4 separate regions of the Mus musculus genome follow, and regions 2, 3 and 4 are each linked to region 1. A link is a contact called in public promoter capture Hi-C data. All regions are on one chromosome and are shown on one strand. Each heading gives the region's core, a stretch centred on a gene start, on an enhancer-like site or on the middle of the called end of the contact. The rest is flanking DNA. Distances are from core to core; before and after follow the strand shown.

Evidence for each region. Promoter capture Hi-C pulls out the DNA fragments that hold promoters and counts their contacts.
Region 2: a promoter capture Hi-C map of the 3T3-L1 cell line shows a contact between it and region 1, with 2.6 times the contacts expected there. The contact joins the enhancer-like site here to the promoter of Il7r in region 1. A contact is called at or near these places in 3 of 39 promoter capture datasets (the 3T3-L1 cell line, hippocampal neurons and pre-B cells) and 2 of 115 datasets of contacts at active chromatin or transcription factors (bone marrow-derived dendritic cells and large pre-B cells).
Region 3: a promoter capture Hi-C map of the C10 cell line shows a contact between it and region 1, with 5 times the contacts expected there. The contact joins the enhancer-like site here to the promoter of Il7r in region 1. A contact is called at or near these places in 4 of 39 promoter capture datasets (the C10 cell line, embryonic stem cells, hippocampal neurons and 1 more) and 2 of 115 datasets of contacts at active chromatin or transcription factors (bone marrow-derived dendritic cells and large pre-B cells).
Region 4: a contact with region 1 is called in a promoter capture Hi-C map of hippocampal neurons, with 2.8 times the contacts expected there. The contact joins the promoter of Rai14 here to the promoter of Il7r in region 1. A contact is called at or near these places in 2 of 39 promoter capture datasets (hippocampal neurons and pre-B cells) and 1 of 115 datasets of contacts at active chromatin or transcription factors (bone marrow-derived dendritic cells).

What each region holds. Positions count from the first base shown.
Region 1 is chr15:9,528,522-9,531,199 of GRCm38.p6, forward strand. It overlaps Il7r (interleukin 7 receptor), which reads right to left and starts at 1,355. Exons shown (of 8, transcript NM_008372.4): 1 at 1,140-1,355. The coding sequence starts at 1,221.
Region 2 is chr15:10,914,995-10,917,672 of GRCm38.p6, forward strand. It overlaps the pseudogene Gm29742. Among named protein-coding and RNA genes, the nearest start is that of C1qtnf3, 36 kb to the right of the region's middle. Within about 2 kb of position 1,372, at least 9 of the 459 cell types and tissues checked have an H3K27ac peak or open chromatin away from gene starts, as enhancers often do.
Region 3 is chr15:10,867,720-10,870,397 of GRCm38.p6, forward strand. No RefSeq gene overlaps it. Among named protein-coding and RNA genes, the nearest start is that of Gm19276, 40 kb to the left of the region's middle. Within about 2 kb of position 1,337, at least 43 of the 459 cell types and tissues checked have an H3K27ac peak or open chromatin away from gene starts, as enhancers often do.
Region 4 is chr15:10,713,279-10,715,956 of GRCm38.p6, forward strand. Rai14 (retinoic acid induced 14) reads right to left here and starts at 1,353. Exons shown (of 18, transcript NM_001166408.1): 1 at 1,245-1,353. 4930556M19Rik (RIKEN cDNA 4930556M19 gene) reads left to right here and starts at 1,558. Exons shown (of 7, transcript NR_045063.1): 1 at 1,558-1,702.

The DNA of each region.
Region 1 (2,678 bases), core at 105-2,604:
CACAACTAAAGGCATTTGACTGAAGAGCTAAACTACAGAGCTAGGCTGATGTGTATTGATACTGTGCATAAAGAAAATACAGATGTATTTGATACAAGCTTATGCAATGTAGCTTTAACTGGTCTGGAACAAAGATGATTTTTCTGTCTCAGCCTCTTAGGCTTCAGGACTACAGGGATGTACTACTGCACCCAGTTTAGGAATGCACATATAGGCCAGCCATGGTGGTGTCTGCCTTTAATCCTAGCACTCAGGAACCAGAGGCAGGATGCACACACACACACACACACACACACACACACACGCACATACACAAAGACACACACACACACATTCCCCTTTTAATGGTGTGTGTGTGTGTGTGTGTGTGTGTGTGTATGAAAACAGTTTAATTAATTTGTAGAAACAAATTGGAGATTCACATTCCATGTAGCTGCTGTGTCTGCCAGAGACGTTTGAGTACAGTCCTGTAATTAAAATGCCTATTTTTAAGAAGTCAAGGTCTAAGTATTTTATGGATTCTGAGGAGAATTATGATGACCATATAATGGATTCTCTGAATATAAAAGCAACCCTGTGTATTTCAAAGAAGACACCTTCCTTAGCATACTACTGAATTATTCATCAGCAATCTAACATGAATCTGCCAAAGCTAAAGTATGTTGAAGAAATACATTATAGAGTAACTTCTAAACTCTAGACACTAGAAATACAGTTTTGGTGAATACACAAACCTCTCGTTTCTGGCCATTAATTTATCATGGGTATCTAGGGTTTTAGAACTCCATAAACAGTCAAAACAACAATGGCTTGATTTTTCAGTCTAATACAGTTTTGGAAGCGATCATCCAAAAAGCTCCAACAAAGAACTGATATGAGGTTTCTTTTTTGAAATTACCAGCATACATCCACATTTATGAGCCAGAATTTGAATGAAACTCAATGCTTCTTGACAGTTCTTGAGAGTTACAAGCCATTTGCAGTATTGTCATCATTCCCTCTGTCCTGGTGATTAATACCCACAAAACAACCTAATTAGTGCTAAATTCTTGCTTGCCCTGTTAGAGAACTGTGTAACTTGATCATATATGCTACAGGTAATCTGAAATCCTTTAAAAAAGGAGTTAGAAATGACTCACCATCCTGGGCATTTCCACTTTCTCCAGAAACAGCTTGAATTAAGCAGAAAACTATAGCGAAAGCTCTACCCAGAGCCATCATTCTGAGAGAGAGAGAGAGAGAGAGAGAGAGAGAGAGAGAGAGAGAGAAAGAATAGAGAAGAAGCACGCTTGTATGTGCAAGTGAATGAGAGAGAGGGAGACCCAAACCAGCTCTGTGCCTGCTAAACCACAGACAGGGAACTATGAACATCACAGAAGAAGGCAAGTGCCAGAAACAGGAAGTCTGAGCAAAAGGATTGCTGCTGTAAGCAGAGGTAGAGAAAACGGAGAGGTAGAGTGTGACTTTTTTTTTTCCTGCATCTTGGTATTCCCTGAAGCTCCTGAACTTAACTGCTTACTTTTGAGCAAGGTGGTAGACTTCAAGTGATGCTTCAGATGATCTCAGGGTCCAATGTAACAGGATCACAAGGCCAAAATCCACACTTACGATGCTCCTCAGTTGGTTGGGGATGCTCTTGTTTTAGGAATAATGATGCTAGGATAGAGTTGTCCCACTTAGGGCTGAACCCTCAATGGTCACGCCCAGTTCTCTGCTCTCTGAGAGAGAAGTGAGAAAAGAGCTTCTCTAATGAGAGGCAAGGCTGCACTATTCTATGGGTATAAGGACAAATGTCTAGAAGACAGTTTGATACTCTGTCTTTTAAACAAACAATAGTCCTGTGTTTTCCCCTATGCTCTAAGACCTCCCTGGCACGGGTTCGTGGTCAGATTTATAGTACCAGCCATGAAACACTCCCCTCAAGAACTCAGGGAACACCATGGAGGAGAGAAGGAAAGATCAGAAGAGGCAGGAGCCAAAGAGAAATACAGTGAAATTATCTATTATAAAAATAATAGGATCTTTGTGTTCATAATTTCACAGAAGCTATGGTTGTGACACAAGACTGGCATGAGATCACACCAATCCACATTCCAATATGGACAGAGCAGGTGTTCAAGAGGCCACATCCCTAGCTGAGGCCCTCCTGGCAGGTTGACAAATACCAGGCGATTAAGAGTTAGTTTTCTTTAAAAGTGTGTCCCATGGTAGGTTGCTCAAGCTCTAGTGGGCAGTTATACACTCATGAGCACAAGAGCTGAACTAAGTAGGTTCTGTGGATCCTTTTCTTAAATCATTTTAAGAATTGATTAAGTTATTTATTTATCCTAAATTCTGACTGCAGCGCCCCCCCCCCCATCCTTTGCTCCCAATCCCTCTTTCTCCCTTCCCTCCAACCTTCTCTAACATTCTTCCATTTCTCCACAGAAAAGGGGAGGCCTCCCTTGGATATCAACCAGCCTTGACATATCAAGCTGCAGTAAGACTAGGCACATCTTCTTCTCTCGAGACTAGAAAAGGCAGCCCAGTTAGCAGAAAGGCTTCCAAAGGCAGGCAATGTAGTCAGAGACAGCCCTGGCTTCGGTTTTAGGAGTCCCACATGAAGACCCAGCTGCACAACTGTTACATATGTGCAGAGGGTCTAGGCTTGTCTTGTGCATGATTTCTGGTTGAAAGTT
Region 2 (2,678 bases), core at 122-2,621, 1.4 Mb after region 1:
AAGAGGAAACAACTCTCTAGATGGTGGACACCATACAGGAGGAGCTGCAGTGGGCAAGTAAGCTTCCTGGAGACAGCCCACTTCTTTGCATGGCTGCAATAAATGTATTCTGAAAAGGCACAGCCCCAGGGATTTCATCCCAGGATTGCTTCTTGCTGTTGATGTGCCTTCTCATACTTGTCCTGGCTGAATTCCTCATTTTTCTGACATGGTGTGATTAGGCAAAAAAAGACCCTTTCTGCCTATAGTTTGTCATAATTGCTTCCTGGATGTTAGCCGATTCTGTTGGGCAAATTTCCTTTAGATCAACATGAAGATGAACTTTCATGAAATGATGCTGTTTAGATGAATTGATGGTTTTATAATTCCTGGTAATGATTTTACAGAATACCTGATTTGATTCAAATAAGATTAAGAAGTTAAGAATTTAAGATAGTTGATAGAAAGTTTAAAGTTAGAATAAAAAATTATAATGTTTCTCTTCCTGCGAAATAATAAAGGTTGCCTAGGTTGGGAAAGGAGTACAGTAAGCTGTCTTGTGTTACAAGGATGTAAATTGCACTAGGAAGAAAAATAGAATTGGAAAAAAAATAAATGATTGAGGAAAACATTCATTCTAGGTTAGGTCCAGATGAGGCCACAGACCTTGGTGTACACCATGGTAAGGCCATGAACAGGGAGTGGGTAATTCTATTATGAATGGAAGAATAGAAAATGGATGATTAGCTAGACTTCAAAAATAAGACATAAGACAAGTGGCATGTTTCTTGGCAAAAGCTTTGTTTAAAATAATATTGCTTTGAACTTGTACTGAACATGTGGAATAAAAGGCAGATAAAACTGCTGCTTTGAACTTATAATGAACTTGTAGAATAAGAGATGGATGAAAATATCTAGTTAGGTATACATATTAGTAGAAAAACATGTAATCAATAATCCTGCTGTAACTCCCTCTTGTGTAACAATTTTATCTGTTTTTTAATGAGATGACTTTTCTTATGTAGAGAACTGACTTAGGGGGCAGAAAAAGGCTAAGAGAAAAAATTAAGTTGTTAGAGCTTTTTTGCTGGAGTTTTGCTCTATCCACCAACTCTGTATACATAGATGTATGTAAAATAGATAGGGATTTTTTTTTACCAATGTGTAAATGTATGTCTATCTGCCTGCCTATCTGTCTGTCTGTCTGTCTGTCTGTCTACATGTGTATGTGTGAAGTTGTTGGCACTTACTTGTTGGCACCTGATTTGCTTCATCCACTAAGTTTGTATGTATGAGTGTGTGAATTTTCTCTTTTCTTTCTTTCTCACCAGCCCTCAAAGGGTTTAGAGTTCAGAGTTTCTTGCTAGTCACAGAGAGTGCTGACCCTATAAATTGCCTCCTGTCATCAGCACGGGGTTCATTGGTTAATGTCAGCACCAGCCCCAATCGCTGACTCTACACTTGGTTTTCTTCACTTTAACATTCAGTGTCAGAGCTGGCCTTTAACACTTAGTGGTCCTAGGGAAGGCAGATGTATGGTGCCAAAGAGCCCTCAGTGGCTGGAAGAACCCCAAAGTTTGGTATACTGCCTTCTCCCATGGTGCAGTGGAAGAGGAGCTGCCCCAAGAATGATTTTTGAGGTTTAATTTTCCATGGATATTGAATAAACAGAATAAATTGATTTGTAGAAAATGAGGGCATTAGTATTTCTCATACCCAGAGTTTAGGGACAGAGGCTTATTTCTATTGTTACATTTCCCCTGGCAATTTGGAATGAGGGCTTGGAGACTAAAGTTCAAGAACCTACTTCAAAATCAGGAGATGGAAGGATTTGTTCTTGGCAGAATACCAAGACAAAAGTTCTGTGTCCTCCAAAACAGATGGTTGGCTATGAAGGGGAATCTGCTGAACCAGGGGAGGCCACCAGGAAAGGAATGCAGTAGATTAAGTCTTTGTTCTTTGTCTAAGAATTCTGTGTAATAGCTAAAATTGAGATGTTGGAGGACACCAGAGAGAAAGGGTTGAACTCTCAGGATTAATATTCATTTCATAACGATTCTTACCTGGAAATTACAGGCATGGGATTGAGTAGTTGCTTAATATTGTGATGACTCGAGGGCTTTGTATTTCTTGACACCTCATAGTGCTACTGATCTTTGTCTAATAGCTTTTGAGCTCTTGTGGGACTAAGAGACAATACAATTGCAACATTCCTCCATTGTTCCAGGTCAGAAAGCCTAGCTCTTACTTTTCACCTCATTTATGTACGGTAGAATCCTACTCATCTGCGCTAGATTATGGACTATAACCATAACTGAAATGGTGGCATTTATTATGCAGCTGTGAATTATCGTGTTAAGTTGTTACCTTCAGGATGTCTTAAATTCTTTCTTGAGCTTGCCTTCTAGCTGGAGTCCAGGCTGTGCCCAGCCTAAGGCCAACATGAGGTCCTGGCAGCAATGCCAGGGCTGGGTGGAACACTTACATGGACAGTCTCTTGGCAGACCTTTAGCCATCGTTGGCTACAAGGACTCACCTTCGATCTGGGCTGCTGTCCCCAGGAAGACTTTCATTAGCATTAAGCCAGTTGAGGTTGGTGTTTTGGTAGGCAATGGCCAGTCAAGATTTTTCATAAATGGGCTGACACCTGGGGCCCAGAAATGTTCTGTGATGTGGTATTCACTGCTGCAGGATGGGAA
Region 3 (2,678 bases), core at 87-2,586, 1.3 Mb after region 1:
TTGGAACAAGCTAGCTAGCTAGACTAGTTAGACGACTAGTTAGACTAGTTAGACGACTACTTAGAAATAGAGTTCCAAGTTCAGCGAGAGATCGTGCCTCCGCAAAACGGAACCCTATGGAGCACAACCTATGGAGCACACGCGAGGGCAAGTTCAGGCCTTTACAACTCTACCTATGCACAAGCACATACACACGGGCACATATTGTAAACACAGACACGTAAAAAGAGAAAGAAGTTGGGCCAGGGTCCCCATGAGGGTTCTGTGTCAACACATGAGTGCTAACAGCAAAACCAGGGCGGGGCCAGTAAAACAGGAAACGGAAGCTAGAAGCCTTTAAAACTAGAGATGGGAGAAGATTGAATCCTGAGGTGTTAGAGAGGCCAAAGACCTACCCCATCTCTAGGAGAAACAATGGGGACGCAGCAAAGAAAGGCACTGAACTATGTGGGAAGTCAGAGCCAGTCAGTTCTGTTGGATCATGGGCTGATTCCGAAGGACCAGTCCCTGGCAGCCCCAAATCCTTCTTCACTTTGGGAAATTCTTAAGTTCTGGGCTCTGGCCCAACAGCAGTCGGAGGCTCGGAGTTCTGAGGTTGCTGTGAGACACCCACGCCCACTTCTCTCCTCTTCACCCTCCAGCCATTTTTGTTCTTTATGCCTCTATGAACGTTAAGCAAAGAGAAGAACGATGTGGTCAAGGTGATATGTATGTTTCCTGGGCTACTCTGACAAAAGAAGGGAACTGTACTGTGTTAAACTGTGGGACCTGAAGTGCAAGGGCTCCCAGACAGGACTCATTCCTCCTTCCAGCTCCTAGTGATCCTTTGTAATTCACTGACATTCCCTCTCCTGAAAATGTATCGCCCTGTTTCTTGCCTGCATTTCCACATCGCAGTCTCCCTCTGTGCGTCTGCCTCTGTGTCCAACTTTCTGACTTGCATAAAGGTTCAGCCACGCACATGTACTTAATCAAGATCTGCACTAATGACTTCATCTTAACTTAATAATCTACAACAACCTATATCCAGCTGAGGTCACATTCTGAAGTATGGGGGTGGGGGAGGGGAGGATTTCAGAATGATGTCATCCAACCCATAACACTCTCCTGGCTTCTCTGAAAGCTCTTCGGGCTGAGGTGGGGAGAGGGAGCTGCAGACCGAGAGGGAACGCACACCAGAACCGCACAGCATCTGCTTCTTCACAGTAACTAAATAGATTGCTAGGTTGAGTCTTTGGTTTTATTTTATATGTGTGGGGTTTTGTCAGCAGGTCTGTGCAGTAGATACATTCAGTGCTTGCAGAGGCCAGAAGGGGGCAGACAGGATCCATAAAGAAACTGTCAGGTAAAGAGTCTTTTCTCATGTACTTGTTTGGAAGGATCTAGTCCAGATGACCTGATGTCCCCAAGGTGTGAGACCAAAGACTGGGATTGGGAGACATTGCTGGTAGTGGAGGGTGCTGGGTCAGACCCTCAAACTCTGCCAGCTGGCTAGCTGTTTACTTCACCTGCAGTGATAGACGGCTCTCAGTCTCAGACTGCCTTGCATCAGTTCTTCCCCAGTCTAGAGACAAGAGGTGCCTTGTGGGAAGCAAGGCCATGACCCAAGCTCGACCTCACACGCGGTTTCTTTCTCGTTGCCCAATTCTCTCGCCCCCGGACAGTTTCGTACTCAGAGGAACAACAGCTCCAGTCTGGGCAGGGTAGTGAGCTCACTGCCTGCTATCACCACCACCTTCTTTGTACAACAACCAGGCCAGCTAACGGTCAAGAAATGGTCCTGTCAATCACCACGAGAGCTCTTTACTGCTTTCAGTGTCCAGGGAGAATACTGGAGGCTCTCCCTCCCACAGCCAGCCCAGTCCAAGTTTCTGCATTAGTCCCTCCTTGTTTATTACCTGCCAGGCTTACTTAGAGCAGCAACGTGATCAGAATGGTCTGGCACATGTATTTATAAAACATAAGTGGTCACAGGAAAGCTGCGTTTAATAAGTAAAGCGAACCAATCAGAAGGGGACAGCGAAGGCTCTCCATTTTACCATATCCAACAACTAAAAGCACAGTAAGAAAGTTCAGTTAAATTCGAACATCAGAGAAATGATAACTAATCCTTTAGTATAAGTGAATCCTGGGCAATGTTTGAGATGCACTCACACTAAACATTATTTATTCTGTCTCTTTATCGGCAACACCAACTTAACCGTACTGTACTGTGGTTTCTCCCGCCTGCGGCGGTTCACGGTCAAGATCTCCAACGCCTTGACTCTTGACTGCTGGGGAGGAAATCTGGGACGTCTCCAATCCTGACGTCAGCAGCCCTTCATTGTGGTAGCTTTCGTCACAAGTGCTGCTCCAGGGCCCCCAGGAGCTGCCTGGAAGGCTCACAATGCCTGCGCCTGGGAAGTCCCGGAAACAGGATGTGCATGGGATTAAGTGTTTGCAGATAATCCTGATTGATTCCTCGGGCTCTGATAGGATTTGTCCAGGATTCCCTGCTCTGTTAATGAGAAGTGAATGTTTAGGTGACATCAATCATGTTAGTGTCCATTAGGTGGAAAATTAGTTAAGGGTCATTTCAGTTACCAGTTCTAAGACACTCTCTCTCTCTCTCTCTCTCTCTCTCTCTCTCTCTCTCTCACACACACACACACACACACACACACACACACACACACACA
Region 4 (2,678 bases), core at 103-2,602, 1.2 Mb after region 1:
TTCAAACCCATAGGAGATGCAAGTTCTCGCTAAAAGAGCAAACGCTAGATCCGCTAAAGGGACAAACCTTGTTCTTCTCTAGGCCAGCCTTCACAACCTTGAGATCTCATACCCCAGACAATAAGCAGTCTTCTAGTCCCAGGCAGCTCTGCTCTGCGCTATTCTTCCTAAAGCCGATAGCATTCAAATCACCAGAGTTCAGAGTGAAGGGAAGGAGCAGGTACGAAGTGAGTGGCCTTGCATCTGCATACTTGGTAACGACGTAAAGTTGAGCTGAGCTGGGCTCCTTAGAAAAGAAAGCCTGGCTTTATATAAAGCTCAGGCCTCTGTGAGGTCACCCCTGCCTCTTTAAGTCACAGTGGGCTCCATCTGCTTTAATCTCCCCATCTGTTGCCTTTCCATACTTAACCCCCCTCCACCAAAGGAAATGTGAAATCCAAAATGAAAAACTACTGGAAACTGCAGAACCTAAACTGGCGACACAAACTGGCCCAAGACAGTAGGCGAGAGTTGAAAGAAGGATGGATGCTTGCCCTCCCGGACGGGTCGCGAAGGATGCCGACCTAAGCCCAGCAGCTTGGAATGTTTCCCAACTCCAGCATCCTCCTCCCTGCCCTCCTAGGAGCTGTGGTGGGGGAAAATGACAAGGAGAGTTGGGGGTAAGGGGTAGTGGCAGGCCCAGGGTGGTCTCGCCTGCGCCCTCCAGACAGCTCACCAGCTCCCTTGAGTCCGTAAAGGAACAATAGCGGACTGTGGGTCTCCAGAGCCACCGGGCGTCTCTCGCTCCCACCTCCCGTCTCCGGCTTTTCCAAGTTCAGTCAAGAGGTGGGTCGAGCCAGGGAGCAAGGACTGGGGCACCGGACCCGGGGCAGGGCACGAAAGTGGGACGGGCTGCCCCGGGGGCGCAGCCACAGCGTCCTCTCGGGTCCGGTCATTCATTCCCACCCGCGCTCCCTCCGCAGACACCCCGCGCCACTGTCCCGCACCAGACCGCCAGAGGAGGCGAACCCCCTTTCCAAACTAGGTCGCACCTCTCTCTCTTTCTGCCAGATCCCCACTATCCTCCCGTTCCTCCACCCCACCCCCCCTTCCAACTGTCTTCCGTGGTCAGTGAGCGGCCAAAGCTCTGTCCAGACCAAAACTCCCGCCCGCTCCTCTCGGCGCCCGGAGCTCTGCGCAGCCCCAGACACAAAGGCGGGGACCGAGTCCAGAGCCCGCACCCCAGCCTCGCCGCCGCCACTCACCCCATCCAAGCGGCGGCCTCAGCTCCTGGCCCCGCTGGCCGTCCCGCCCGCCGCTTCCCCAGGAAAGTGCGGCTGCCGGGCTCGCTTCCTGCTCGGCTTCCTGCGCTGGGTCCCTCCTCCTCCTCCTCCTCCTCCTCCTCCTCCTTCTCCTCCTCCTCCCGACGCGGGGTCAGTGGGCGCTCAGCTCCGGGGCTCCGCCGGCAGGGCGGGGGCAACGGCAGCACCACCACGTGGCCGCCGGGCGCCGGCCCCCGACCTGGATCCCGTGGGCTCCAGGAGGGAGTTGCTAGCCACTCCCACTCCGCGCGGCCCCAAATTCCGGGAGTCAGGTGACCTGGCCCCGGAGCTGCTCCCTGGACCTGCGGGAGGTGCTCTGCGACCGCCCACGCCCCGGCCCGCGGCGCGTCCCGGACGTCCACGCTTGCGTTTCTGCGGATCGTGGGAATCCTTCTGCGTGGGTCTGTCTCACACCTTAACTTGAAGTTAGTGAGATCCGCGGTATGCGGGTTCCACCGCTGGGGTAGGATAAGGGCTCGGAAAAAGTACTTGTTTCTGGTCAGTTTCCAAAGTTATCTGTAGTCTTAGGAAAAGCCGAGTCACCGACCCAAGCCCCCTCTGAACCAGACTGAGATCGGTTCCATTTCCAGTGTGAACGAAAAGAAAGTAAACCAGAATGTACTTACATTTTCTGGGCTAAACCAGTTGGTTGGAGCGACTGTTTCCTAACACTCCTCAGGTGTAAGACAAAACTTAGTTGTGTTCTGCTCAGGGCTTGGGAGACTATCTACAGCCTGGACTGGCCGGCTAGATAGGGGCAGGAGCGCCCTCAGCGGGGTGTCTTGAGTTTGGAAGTCCTGAGATCCGGTAAAGCTTCCCTCCCCCAGACCACCAGGACCGGACCTCTGAACCGAATCGACCCTTCCATTAATTCTGAGGGTTTGAAATCTCACTATTATTCCCCTAATTTAAGCAGGGATTTTAGTCCCACTAGCCAGCTAGATCGTAAAAAGTTTGACTCACCAAAGCTCCATGGGACTCCTGGTTGGTGTTGTGTCTTTCGCACAGAAAGGTTTCTAGAGTAAGCAGATCCTAGCTATTTTTGCTAGGATCGCCTGTAAGTCCACTGAAGTAAGGAGGAAAAACAACCAGTTCCAACAGAAGTGAGAGTCACCCTAACAGCAATCAGTGTACAGTATCTTGACTTTGTGTGTTACCATCGGATCGGGTGGTTTGTTTTTTTTTGTTTGTTTGTTTTTTTTTACCCCACCCCTTCACTCCTTTCCCTAAGAGAACACCTTGCCTTAGCTTTCACAAGCGAACTTGCCAACTAGAAAACAAAAGCTTCATCTTTAGCTCAATAGTCTTTACTTCCTAAGTACCATACATCAAAAAGAATCCCTGGGGGGGGGGGGCGGGGCAGGGGAGTGGGAGTGG